4 separate regions of the Mus musculus genome follow, and all the other regions are linked to region 4. The links are chromatin contacts, called in public Hi-C maps. All regions are on one chromosome and are shown on one strand. The core of a region is the stretch at or near the end of the contact, and the rest is flanking DNA. Distances in the headings are between cores, read along the strand shown. Region 1 has its middle 57 kb from the start of Ptgs2os. Region 2 has its middle 61 kb from the start of Ptgs2os2. Region 3 has its middle 37 kb from the start of Ptgs2os2. Region 4 has its middle 15 kb from the start of Ptgs2.

Region 1 (2,911 bases), core at 140-2,639, 72 kb after region 4:
AGTTAGTTATTCATTCATGCTTAGGCTCTGTCATTAATTCCTAACACAAAGTAGGTGCCCCCAAACATTTATCCATCAGTCAAAGTGCTATTAAATGTAATAGCACAAGAAATGTGAACTGTACTTTGGGACAAAAAGCCTAATGAACGAATAAAAAGCTCTGGATAATAAAACTGCTTGAAACAAATTTAGATCACCTCTCAAACAATTTATACTTCAAGTAAAACTGAGACACAAACAGCAAGGATGTTAGGTTGCCCATACAATTCCTGATGGATCTCAAAGGACTCTTTTCCTTTAGTAATTACAATGGATATTTTCTTTAACAGGTCTCAAAAAGGAGCCATCATCATGTGAACTTCTAGTTTCAATATTCAAAGTAGCACATGCTACCTTGGCTCTTCTGTTGGCTCAACCTTACCCCGACATCTAAAGAAAGTTCCACGTCAATCAATCAACCAATTGGAAATCAATGAAAACCTTTGTTCACACATCTGTTAACATTTAAAGATGCTCTATCTTCAGTATGATCAGGCAGACCAGTATGACCTGGCTACTTATTTGTATTTTCCATGAAGCACCGAGGTTCTGAGTGCCGCTGTTCCAGCTGTGACATTTGTGCAAATGCTGGTTCAATTAAAAAAGGAGAACTGAGTTATTTTTAATCAAGGGGCTATTTTTAATTTAGTCCCTAAAGAGTAATTAAATTAGTTGAAAAAAAATCACCCACCACAATCCTGCTTTTTCTTTTCTTATTTGGAGCACACGTGGATCCTATTGTCAGTGAAGCTATCTTTTTCTCTCTAGACATTATGCTACCACTTTCTTCAGTGCCTGTTTTGCTTTGGGTCACAGAGGACCTCAAAGACAGCAAACTAAAGTTGAGAAGACAGCAGCCTTCCTTCACTGAGCAAAAGATCTCATGCACATGTTCCCATAGAAATGGGGTAATAATAAAAGAATCAGAAAGAAGTATCATAGGAGGGAGAGATTGGGAAAAATCGAAAAGCTTTGGAAGATACAAAGGCAATAACCTGTTGTGTTTGGTCTTGGTATCTGTTGGTAGGCCATGTATTCCACACATGAAGGCAGAAGGATTGAGAACACAAGGCCTGTGTTACTAAATGAGACCCTATCCCAAGCCCTCCTGAAACACATAGGACAATATATTTGGGTGCTGGCATGACAGCCATTGTGTCAACCATGGCATTTTTAACTTTGAGGTTTCAGTGGTAGTTTGTAATTTCTCCAGGCCCAGCTCTGTAATTGCTGAGGTATTTAGAGCTGGAATGTTGTCTAGAGGCATTATCTGAAGTGAGATCCAGACAGGGTAAGCATTGAATGTGAGTAATGACGTTGTCAGTTTAAAATAAACACAGGTGCCAGTGGTCCTGTGTTATGTCAATGGTCATGCATTACTATGAAATGACTCCAGAGGCAGGGAAGAGGGAAGGGTCCAGTGGATTCATGGGCAAAGTATTGTGTATCAGTGACCTGAGAAATCAGGACATGGAAATCAAGAGGGCGCGTTCTACTCTTCTGTCTCAGGAAGGAAATAAAGCTCCAAATAAGGAGACTCAGCTAACAAACCCTGAAGATGACACATTTAGCATGAGAGTGCTCCAGTGACAAAGGTCACTTGGTACAGTTAAGAGAACAAGCTCGGAGCAGATGCCTCATGTTATTAAATTACTTACATCTGTGTTTCAGCTCACTCAGAGGTAGAGCTGGAGTTGACGGAGACAGTGCCCACCTTTTCATGAAAATTAAATGAGTTAGTGTTATTAAAATGCCTAGTTGTTGATATGCAATAAAGTGCTCAGAAATGGTAGCTATGTTTCTTTCCAGATACAGACACGGAGATGGTCACTGGACAGTCTAAAATGCTTCACCACCATGGTTCTAGGACTTTTCCATTCCAGCCATGTTAACATCAATTCAATAACAAAACTTCAACTCTTGTTTTTGCCACCCCTGGCCCAGATTAATTATATGATTTTATTATATTAACTCGTGTGTTAGAAAAATAATTACTGTTGATTTTTTTTGTTTGTTTAAATAGGTCTAACTATTTTAGTCTTAGTGGGCCTGGGACTCCTCATATAACTGAGGCTGATGTCAAATGTAGGGAGCTCCTCCTACCTAAGCCTCCTGAATACTGAGGTTAAAGGTACATGTTACTACAACGGGCTATAAGTTAAGGATGACTGTTTTTATCCAGTGGCAAAGTTTACTGACTAACCCACACACTGAATTCTGGGTCTATAGAAGGTTTTTGGCTACTAAGACTTACTCTGTTAGAAACTTCTGGCAAGTAGAAGCAATGGACACCTCTCTAAAGGATGCGTATTCTCAAAATTGCTTCTGAAGAAGCAGAATCTATGTACCTGATCAACTAGGCTGCCAGGTCCCATTTCTTAGGTTTAGAATTTCAGATCCATTCAGGAAACACTTAGCTGAATATCAACTGCAACATCAGTTATATGGAGAGGGGATCCCCTATTCCTCCCCTCCTTCGCCCACCCCATCCCACATACATACCATATATGCCAAAACGCACATCCTGGCATCTGCAAGCTAACTTTGTGCAGGAATTGTTGCTGGAGACATAAGAATGAACCTTCACGTCAGTGGGGTACTGGTAAAACATAAACTACTTTCAGGAGAAAATTACATCTAAAAGTTAAAAGGGAGAGCACAATGTTGTGATAAGACTTTACTGCCTACAGGCTTGAATGAAGTAGTAAAGGGTGGATGGCATTATTGGTATCTAATGAAAGAGACTATGTGCAGGAGGCTGCTTAAAAGGATCATGACTTTCATCGAAGGAATTCAATCAGCTTGGGGCAGTTTGGCAGGAAAGACATACGAGAGGAAACTGCCCTTGTGCCTTTTGTAGTTCTGCCAGTGA
Region 2 (3,186 bases), core at 20-2,519, 110 kb before region 4:
CACTAGGTAGAACTCAAATATATGAGCCTATGAGGGCTAATCTCATTCAATCCACTTCAGTCCACTTCTGGGAAAGATTATAAAAGATGAGTTTTGGAAATTGTGGGGCTAGGGAACTGATAGTATCTTGAAATGTTGTACTTAAGATCAGTAGAGAGTCACTGGAGCATCATATATAGTTGTAACTCTGCTAGATCTGTCTTTTGTAGATTTTTTTAGGACAGAATGTAAAGACCAGAATGTAAAATGATGAAGTATGGGTGTCTAGGAAACCAGGTGGGATATGTCCTGCTGAGTCAAACAAGAGATGATGGGGCCTCTTACAAAACTGCAGAGGGTAGGTGTGATTTTGGCCTAGTAAACTGTCCCCAGAGGAAAACATATCTTGATTAGTGGCTGGCAAATTAGGATCTTTCAGCCTAGCAACCATTTACAATTTGTGTAGAAGAGAGAACTTCCTTTCATTATTGTCACTGATTCAATGAAGAGAGAGCCTTCCTTATTTTTTCTTTGCTACCACTAGTTCTCAACTGAGGAAAACACTTTCTACCATACAGGTATTAGGCGGGAAAAGCAGATCAAACAGTCAGTCTGACTCCATCAAAATGAAGCAAGGAGAAGGAAGAACTTTGGAGGTGCTGTTGCCAGAAGGCTGGAAATGTAAAGATTAGCTTTAACTTAGGCGGGGGTTACTGTTCCTATGCTGGGTGAGACAGTGTCCATGAGATGATTCTCAAGACATGTTAGAAATCTAGAAAAAGTCCATTCACCAAAGCCTTAAGTTGCCCAAAAAGATATGAAGCCAAGAATGGTTGTAGTACAATGGTTCTAAGTATAGGCCTTAGAACCATCGTGTGATGGTTGGCCAGTGACAAAGGTTCAAATTTGAACTAGACCATTGACTACCTCCAGCTGTGGTTTATTAAATTATGGTCTTGTTATGTTATCTGTGCTAAAGATAACTTCCTTACATATCTAATTGGGTTCTTATAAAGATTATGTGAATTAATACATAATGACCAGAAAGGACCAGCTATCACCATTACCTTAGCTCAGCTACTCATCTGAGCTGTGATGGGGAGATGAGCAAGGAATGGGGTAAAGTGAGATTGTATTAGTGAAATAAAGGTCTTAACTAAAACCTTGCTGATGTGTTAAGGCTCAAGAACCACAAAGCAAGAGTGCATTGTGCTTTCAGCTATGCCATGGTGGTACCTATTGAAGCTTGCTGGACCTGGATGATTGTGACTCACCCTGCATAGTAGAGGCAAGTCTGCACAGATCCCAGGCAGTGGCCTCATCAAAGGAACCCAAGCCCCCCAAATACAGGTCAAGGTAATCCCTCAATGATGTCCCTTTGATGTTTGCAATTAACTTTCACTCTTTGTCATGGTATTTAGAGTTCGGCCTCTCACTGATTTTACAAGGAAGTGTGCCACTTTTTGAGCTGGGAATGAGATAATTGGGTGGGGGGCAATCTGAGCAAAGTTTTTGGTTGTGTTCCAGCTGCTGTACGTGAAGAACATGCCATTTTCTCAGTAGATTATTGGTAGGCTGAGAAGCTGAGTCATTGCTGAAATGTATTCAAGTGAAATTATAGAGCGGAACAACAGGGAGGTTTGTATCTAACAGGAAACAAACCGTGTGGGTCATTCTGAGGTGTGACTTCTTAGGACGTCTGTTTAGGTTTATTTGACGAGTACTAGAATGTTAAAGATGGAGCAAGGGAGACTTTTCTGTATCATGCGGGGGAGTTTTACCATTTACATTTTATCATTTGGTTTCCCATTTATTATGAAAGAATTATTTTCCCTTTTATGTTAGAATATTCTTTTCAAGATGTGACTAAATTAGTTTATTAAAACAAAACAAAACAAAACTTAGAGTAACTGGTTTTGGTGGTGCCCGCCTTTAATCCAGTACTTGAGAGGCACAGGCAGGTAGATTCTGTGAGTTGAAAGCCACAAAGCAAATCCCAGGTCAGCCAGAGCATTATAGTGAGATCCAGTCTCAATAAAATAAAGAAATTTTAAAAATTAATTAAACCTAAAGAGAAAAATGCTGTAGTCAATGTCTCCTTTTAATCAGATGGAACCAATTCTGGAGAGAATTTAAATCATTGGTTTCATTCTAAGCCCTGACAACCTGAGTTAGATTATTACTTTTTCATTCTTCAGTTTTCCAAGTGCAACCCACTTTCCAGAGTGTATACAGAAAAGTATTTATAATATTTATATTTCCAATATGTTGTTTTCTCATTTAAGCTTCTTTCAGATACCATTGACCTAAGGCTTAACAAGGCCTACTTACTACAGTTAGTACCATGATATTGCTGAATACATACGTGGTCTGAATTTCGGGGGAAACAGTCTTAATCTACTTATTCTACTCTCAGTTCCTATCTTTTGAACTCTAGTGAAGGGAGAGGACTGAAAGTTGGAGTAATGACAAGCAGCTGATGAAGGAATCAATTATATCTGCTCAATGAAGAAACAGCAACAAAAAATGGCTTTGGAACATGTCTGGACAGCACTTTCTTTCTGAGTCTCAGATTATTGAACACTCATTATCATTTGTGATATGTTCTTGTTATGGTTAATTTAGAAAGCCATGTACCTATTTTGGATACATATATTTCTTCAGGAATGATTGCTAGGAATGGCACAGGGGACTGGAGTCTGGAGCCTGAAACCTGGGGTATCCGTGTCTTATACCCTGTGCCCTACTTATCTGGCTATTCATCTGCATTATCTGTAATAACCTTTGTATTAAAAATCTAAAAGAATTCCGTGAGCTGCTTAAGCGAATTAATTGAGCTGAAGGAAGATTTGTGAACCACAGTTGTCAGAGGGCAAAGTCACAACCTGGGACCTGCCACTGGCATAGAAAGTGAAGTACTGAGCAGAGTAAATGATCTCTCATGTACGGAATTTGATCATGGCTCTAGATAATGCCAAAATCTAGCTAAATTTGGAGCACTGAAGTGGTGTGTACTGGCATGGGGAAAACACCACCACCCAGTCACAGAAAGACAGGCTGCCTCCCTGAGGCACCTAGCCACCACTCCATCTTTGGGTCCTGCTTTGATTCCTCTGTCTCTGAGCCCCAGGCACACAGGATTGCCATTCTTACCGCCTTCTTGGATCGTATGGCAAATAAACAGATAAAGGCAGAATAAACTGAGAT
Region 3 (2,831 bases), core at 233-2,732, 87 kb before region 4:
TTTTGATATTTTATATTAGAAACTGGTTCTTTTCTAATGAGAGACAGAAAGGGAGTGGGGTGGGGGGAGTGGGAGAGGAATTGGGAGGAGTAGAGGGAAAGAAGACTGTTATCAGGATAGTTTATGTGAGAATAGAATTTACATTCAATGAAAGAAAAAAGATTATAAGGAAACATTCCTTTTTCTTAATCAACTGCACTTGTATTTTATTTAGAAATGATTTCCTGTTCCTGCCTCCTGTATCTCTTCCCTTCACCGTATCTGTCTACATGGGCTCAATTTACATGTATGCCAATGATTTATTTGAAACGTCTATTTGAATATATCCTTTATTTATTTTATCAGTTACATGGGATTTTTTTTTCATTGCGACAGAAGGAGTAGGGATTTTCCAATCTTTAATCTTCAAAAACTTCCCTTTAAATTTCTTGTAATTCATAGTTGCAATGTGGGATAGCCCCATGATCCTTTGATATAAATGACACACACACACATTAAAAGTCACCCGGTAAGATGTGTTCTCGTAGTCACCAAGATCTTTCTCTATGCTTGGTGATTCACAGTAACAATTTGTTCAAGCACCAATGAAGGAGAAGCTACCTAGGCTGACATGTCTTTGAACCCAGTGTAAAATGGCCTTACAACTCTAGCTGTCATGCCAACAATTCTATTTCTCATTGTTTTAGTTTTCTATGATAGTGTAGGCTTTATGGTAACATGTTTTCTTTTAAGATGCCTTATTCTCCATGAGAGGCCTGACTCTAATAGATACCACTTTCCATGGTAAGGTCTCTTCTGTTTGTTTATTTTTGTTTTTCTTTAACATTTTCTTAAAAATAAACTTTTAGAGAAGATGAATTCGAAGTTCCATGAAAAATTTGAATTTGTATGATTACATTACTCCTGAATTATTCTGTAATGCTTTCTATCATGATCTACTACTTATTAGAAGAGATCAATATAATAAAGATTTAATAAAGTTCCATGTTGTTATTAAAAAATCTTTATGGACTTTTTTTTAAACTAACTATAGAAACCATAACTACAATGTAGCCTTTATCTCAAGGGGTTTAGCATTCTTTTGATGAATTGCATTAGATTTCTCCAAAATCCTAGCTGCTTTGGGAATGAAATCAGAATAGAAAAGTATTCAAAACATTGAATATGGTAGAATTTGTTAGAGTCAGACCAGGGCCTGACTCATGATGAAGCCAAAGATGTCTTCCTAACCCAACGCTTACATTTAGGTCCCCAGGCCTGTGGACCCCCACTACCTAAAAACTGTCCAGCCCTCCAAAACACTTATCTATCCTAAATTTAAGCAACAGTGAGGGCTTTAGCATGTAAAAAAACTTGAGGCCACTCACAGAACTAAGATAAATTGATGTGCAGAAAACAGTGAGTCCAAAGCCTTTAGAAGAGAAGAAACACAGAACACAAACAATTGTCCTCTTGTTTAAAAAAATGTTATCTTAAAAAGCAGAACCTAAGTGTATATCATGACTCTCCAGGAGAGGGCTGTAGTATGCTGTATTTTTTTCCTCAAACAATATGATCTTGGGACATTTAATATTTTTAATGCATCAATGAATACTTTTTGGTAAAATTGCTAGGCGTCAGTTTTTGTATATCTAGCTATGAATTCGCTATGGTTCAGAATATAGTGTATCTCTGCTTATCATCTGTTCCACACCACTTAGCATCTTAACAAGGCATTGTAACTAAATCACAGGGAAAGGAAAAGATAAGAAAAATCAGATTACTTTTGCTTGTCACTTGTAGCTCTAGTTTCTGAGCTGTTTGAACTTGGAGAATAAGTCCTTTATTTGATTGGATAGTCAATATAATGCCCCTTGGCCCTTTTCTACTTTCCCCAACACTGTCTTTCCCCTCTAGTGTCATATAGGAGTGATGCTGTTTCTATGGTAAATTCTAGCCTACTGTCCATAGCTGCTAGAGTCTAGGTGACTGTCTGACTTAATTTGGGTCATCAGGAGTATGATACTAGGATGAAAAGAAAGAATAAAAAAGAGAAAGGAAGAAAGGTTGGATTGATGGAAGGGAGAGAGAAAGGGAAAAAAGAAAGTAAAAAGGAAAGTTATCTACTGATTAAACCTCCATCTGGGGCTCCATCAACATCTCTAAATCTATAATGTTTCTGAAATTTTCTAGGGAGGGAAGACCACAAAGAAAGCCAAGGAACCACAAATAGAAAGGAGGAGAAAACTTTTGGAGATGTCCAATAAATCACTGCATTTATCGTGACTAAGAACAAAAGAGAGAATTTTAAAAAAATTATCTTTAATCTTTTTTAAAAGTTGAGTCATTATCCCCCTCCTGTTCCACCCTCTGATAGTTCCTCATCCCATTCCCCAACCCCCACCTCATCCCTGTCTCCCAGAGGATGTCCCCATTCCCACCCCTACCCTGCTAGGCCTCCCCACTCCCTGGGGTCTCAAGTCTCTCCAGGGTTAGGTGCTGCTTCTCTCACTGAGGCCAGACCCCGCAGTCCTCTGCTTTATATGTGTCCAGGGTCTCATATCAGCTAGTGTATGCTGCCTGGTTGGAGGCTCAGTGTATTTGAGGTCTCAAAGTTCAGGTTAGTTGAGACTGCTGATCTTCTTATGGGATTACCCTTCTCCTTAGCTTGCTCCATCCTTTCCCTAGTTCAACCACAGGGGTCCCCAGCTTCTGTTCATTGGTTGGGTGTAAGTGTCTGCATCTGACTCTTTCATCTGTGTGTTGAGCCTCTCAGAGGGCAGCCATGCTAGCTAGGCTCCTGTCTGCAAGCACACCACAGCATTAATAATAGTGTCAGGCCTTGGAGCCTC
Region 4 (2,784 bases), core at 2-2,501:
ATTGTCATGTTTTTTTGATGTATCTCATATACCAGGCTAGCCTCGAATGAGTTATGTAGCTGAGGACTATCCTCCTGCCTCCACCTGGAGAATGTTTAGGCCTCTTGAATTACAAGTCTGTACCACCACAGCAAATTTCGAGCTCTAAGGTGAGGCTAGAACGAAGGTCTTCCTACATGCTAAGCAGACACCACCAACCTAGCTCCATCTGCGTTCTCTAGTTTGCCTTTTAAAGATGAGGAATGTGGGTGTTTTATTTACCACAAAGCTGGAAATGGGAAGAGCCAGAGCAAACCAGGCTGTCTAATTGCAAAGCCTGAGAACTCCGGGAACCTGGGGCACCGCCACATCTTGATCACCTGAGTGTTATCAATAGGGAATTTGCAAGGTTTACAGCGTCAGAATTTGTCTAGTGATCCACCATTGCATTGTAATCGCAATGTCTCTCTAGTGATTTCAAATGGAATCCTAAATTGCTAAACATAAACACAGTTTCTGCTCTAAATTAACCTACTAATGTAAATTTATTTTAAGAATATTTATGGGGCTGGCAAGATGGCTCAGCGGGTAAGAGCACTGACTGCTCTTCCAAAGATCCTGAGTTTAAATCCCAGCAAACACATGGTGGCTCACAACCACCTGTAATGAGATCTGACACCCTCTTCTGGTGTGTCTGAAGTCAGCTACAGTGTACTTGTGTATAATAATAAATAAATAAATAAACAAATAAATAAATAAATGAATATTTATGGCATGTATCATTTTGTAGGTGTGAAAAGAATTTAAAAAAAATAATAAAGAATATCCATTGCTAATGTATCCAGTTTGAAAGTCCCCCAAATTGGAGATTTTATACAAGTACAATTTATGTGTTTATTTATTTATTTATCTATTTATTTACTTATTTTTAAGTCAGAGTCCAGCTGGCCTCAAAACAAAACCAAGAAAGCAAAAAACCCAGCCTCCTGCCTCTGCTGGTACCACCCGCACCGGACTGGATTGATCAAGTTCTTTCTTTCAAGCAGGATTTCCTCCAAATTAAGGAGCATTATAAAACCTCAGCAGTGAGAGGTTAGATAATACTCTAGATAAATTAAGTCTAAATAAAATATAGCATGATAATGTTAGATTTTGCATTTTAAAGGGGAGGTTTCAGGGTGTGGGCGAAAGGAACATTCTTGTCATGTGAGTCATCGCCACCCTTTTTACTGCTTAAGGAGCAAGAGTGTTTACCCATTGGCCCCTTTTCTTAGCCTCTTTCAGAATGCTAAGTCAGTGCAAGACATTCTCTCAAGAGCATACCCCGCCCTGTGTTTGTGAATGTCGTCATTATGAACAGTTTTGGTTAAGAGCCAGGGGAAAGTCACGCAATAATGCTACCACATCACCTACTCGGAACAATAGGGGCAAGTGAAAGGCAAGGGAACTCCATCCCCACAGAGGCCACGTGATGGGAGTTCCTGAGATAGAGAGTTAGTGATGGAGTCCCCAGGGTGCAAGGTTAGCCTAACTCAAACTCCTGGCTGCTTTTGTTTGTAATTATCTAGGAAAGAAAACTACTGGGGTGTGAACTGTATGTGGCTTGTTCTGTGTTCTTAATTTTGTGGAATCATGACTCTTTTCTTGAGCACTTCCTGGAAATGTGGCTTCTATGTAATTGGAGTATTCATTTCTGAGAGCGAATGTACATGGACCTCTCCAATGACTTGTGCATTGCTTAAAATATCGCTTGAATATCATAACTCACATCTGCAACCTGAGCATTTGGAAGGGTGAGGCAGAAGGAACGCCTTGAATTGAAGGCCAGCCTAGGCTACATAGTGAGTTCCAAAAGTATGTTATAGAAGAGTGTCTCAGACAACAAACCACAAGAGCTGATGTGCTGGCTCAGAGGATGTAGTGGTGGTCTGAATGAAAATGGCCCCTGAGACCCATAAGGAGTGACACTATTAGGAAATGTCACCTTGGAGGATGTGTGTCACTGGGGGCCGAGGGTAGGCTTTGAGATTTCAAATGTTCAGTCCAGTATCTCTGTCTTCCTACTTGCTGCCTGTTCACCCTCCACCCAGATGTAGAACTCTCAGCCTCTGCAGCACCAAGTCTGCCTGTGCCCCAGCCATGCCTCCTGCCAGCCATGATGATATTGGGCTAAACCTCTGAATGTACGTCAGCCAAAATTAAATGTCTCCTGATAAAAGTTGCCGCTGTCATGTTGTCTCTTCACAGCAATAAAACCCTAACCATGACAGTGGTAAGAACACAAGTCTGACAACTTGAATCTAATTTCCAGAACCCAGGTGGTAGAATGGGAAAGAGAGTCAACTCTGGCAAGTTTTACACACACACACACACACACACACACACACACACACACACACACAGAATGTAAACTTAAAAATAATTAAAATGCAAATATAAAAAAGTTTAGTAGAAATTGCAAATAATTTTAATATAAAACTTTAAAACAAAAATTTAAATTCAATTTAATTAAACATTAAACACAGCAACACCCAATCTGATCTCTCTTGAATTCTGATTGAGTTTAATGAGGGGTGGATCTTGCTAAAATGATTCTTATTTCTTAGATTACATAACAGAGAACTTTTACTACTTATCTTAAGCTCTTTTCTTTACTATATCTTTAGCCTGTGGCTGTTAAGTTCTGAAAAAGTCAGTGTTTCTGGGAGAGGGAGGAAAGGATCTTTAAAGAGGGCCAGATAGGAGGAAGGGGCTCAATGAATCTATGGGGCCTGAAAGAAAAAAAGAAAAAAAGAGGAGGGAGAA

What was found. Hi-C and Micro-C count contacts between places; a contact is called where the count stands out from the background.
Region 1: a Hi-C map of pancreatic cancer cells shows a contact between it and region 4, with 2.4 times the contacts expected there. The contact joins two enhancer-like sites. A contact is called at or near these places in 1 of 39 promoter capture datasets (macrophages), 1 of 15 datasets of contacts at CTCF or cohesin (the NIH/3T3 cell line), 1 of 484 Hi-C or Micro-C datasets (pancreatic cancer cells), 1 of 115 datasets of contacts at active chromatin or transcription factors (pancreatic cancer cells) and 1 of 9 other capture datasets (adipose tissue).
Region 2: a Hi-C map of uterus shows a contact between it and region 4, with 2.2 times the contacts expected there. The contact joins two enhancer-like sites. A contact is called at or near these places in 3 of 39 promoter capture datasets (the HPC-7 cell line, HPC-7-derived erythroid cells and stem cell-derived epiblast-like cells), 1 of 484 Hi-C or Micro-C datasets (uterus), 1 of 115 datasets of contacts at active chromatin or transcription factors (embryonic stem cells) and 3 of 9 other capture datasets (adipose tissue, liver and pancreatic islet).
Region 3: a Hi-C map of pancreatic cancer cells shows a contact between it and region 4, with 3 times the contacts expected there. The contact joins two enhancer-like sites. A contact is called at or near these places in 5 of 39 promoter capture datasets (the 3T3-L1 cell line, the HPC-7 cell line, HPC-7-derived erythroid cells and 1 more), 1 of 15 datasets of contacts at CTCF or cohesin (the NIH/3T3 cell line), 17 of 484 Hi-C or Micro-C datasets (the C2C12 cell line, the HPC-5 cell line, the NIH/3T3 cell line and 9 more), 1 of 115 datasets of contacts at active chromatin or transcription factors (pancreatic cancer cells) and 3 of 9 other capture datasets (adipose tissue, liver and macrophages).

What each region holds. Positions count from the first base shown.
Region 1 is chr1:150,041,754-150,044,664 of GRCm38.p6, reverse strand. No RefSeq gene overlaps it. Among named protein-coding and RNA genes, the nearest start is that of Ptgs2os, 57 kb to the left of the region's middle. Within about 2 kb of position 1,389, at least 28 of the 459 cell types and tissues checked have an H3K27ac peak or open chromatin away from gene starts, as enhancers often do. A contact at or near this core is called in the NIH/3T3 cell line and pancreatic cancer cells, where this site is marked.
Region 2 is chr1:150,224,149-150,227,334 of GRCm38.p6, reverse strand. No RefSeq gene overlaps it. Among named protein-coding and RNA genes, the nearest start is that of Ptgs2os2, 61 kb to the right of the region's middle. Within about 2 kb of position 1,269, at least 1 of the 459 cell types and tissues checked has an H3K27ac peak or open chromatin away from gene starts, as enhancers often do. A contact at or near this core is called in uterus, where this site is marked.
Region 3 is chr1:150,200,887-150,203,717 of GRCm38.p6, reverse strand. No RefSeq gene overlaps it. Among named protein-coding and RNA genes, the nearest start is that of Ptgs2os2, 37 kb to the right of the region's middle. Within about 2 kb of position 1,482, at least 12 of the 459 cell types and tissues checked have an H3K27ac peak or open chromatin away from gene starts, as enhancers often do. A contact at or near this core is called in the STO cell line and pancreatic cancer cells, where this site is marked.
Region 4 is chr1:150,114,103-150,116,886 of GRCm38.p6, reverse strand. No RefSeq gene overlaps it. Among named protein-coding and RNA genes, the nearest start is that of Ptgs2, 15 kb to the right of the region's middle. Within about 2 kb of position 1,251, at least 62 of the 459 cell types and tissues checked have an H3K27ac peak or open chromatin away from gene starts, as enhancers often do. A contact at or near this core is called in the NIH/3T3 cell line, the STO cell line, pancreatic cancer cells and 1 more, where this site is marked.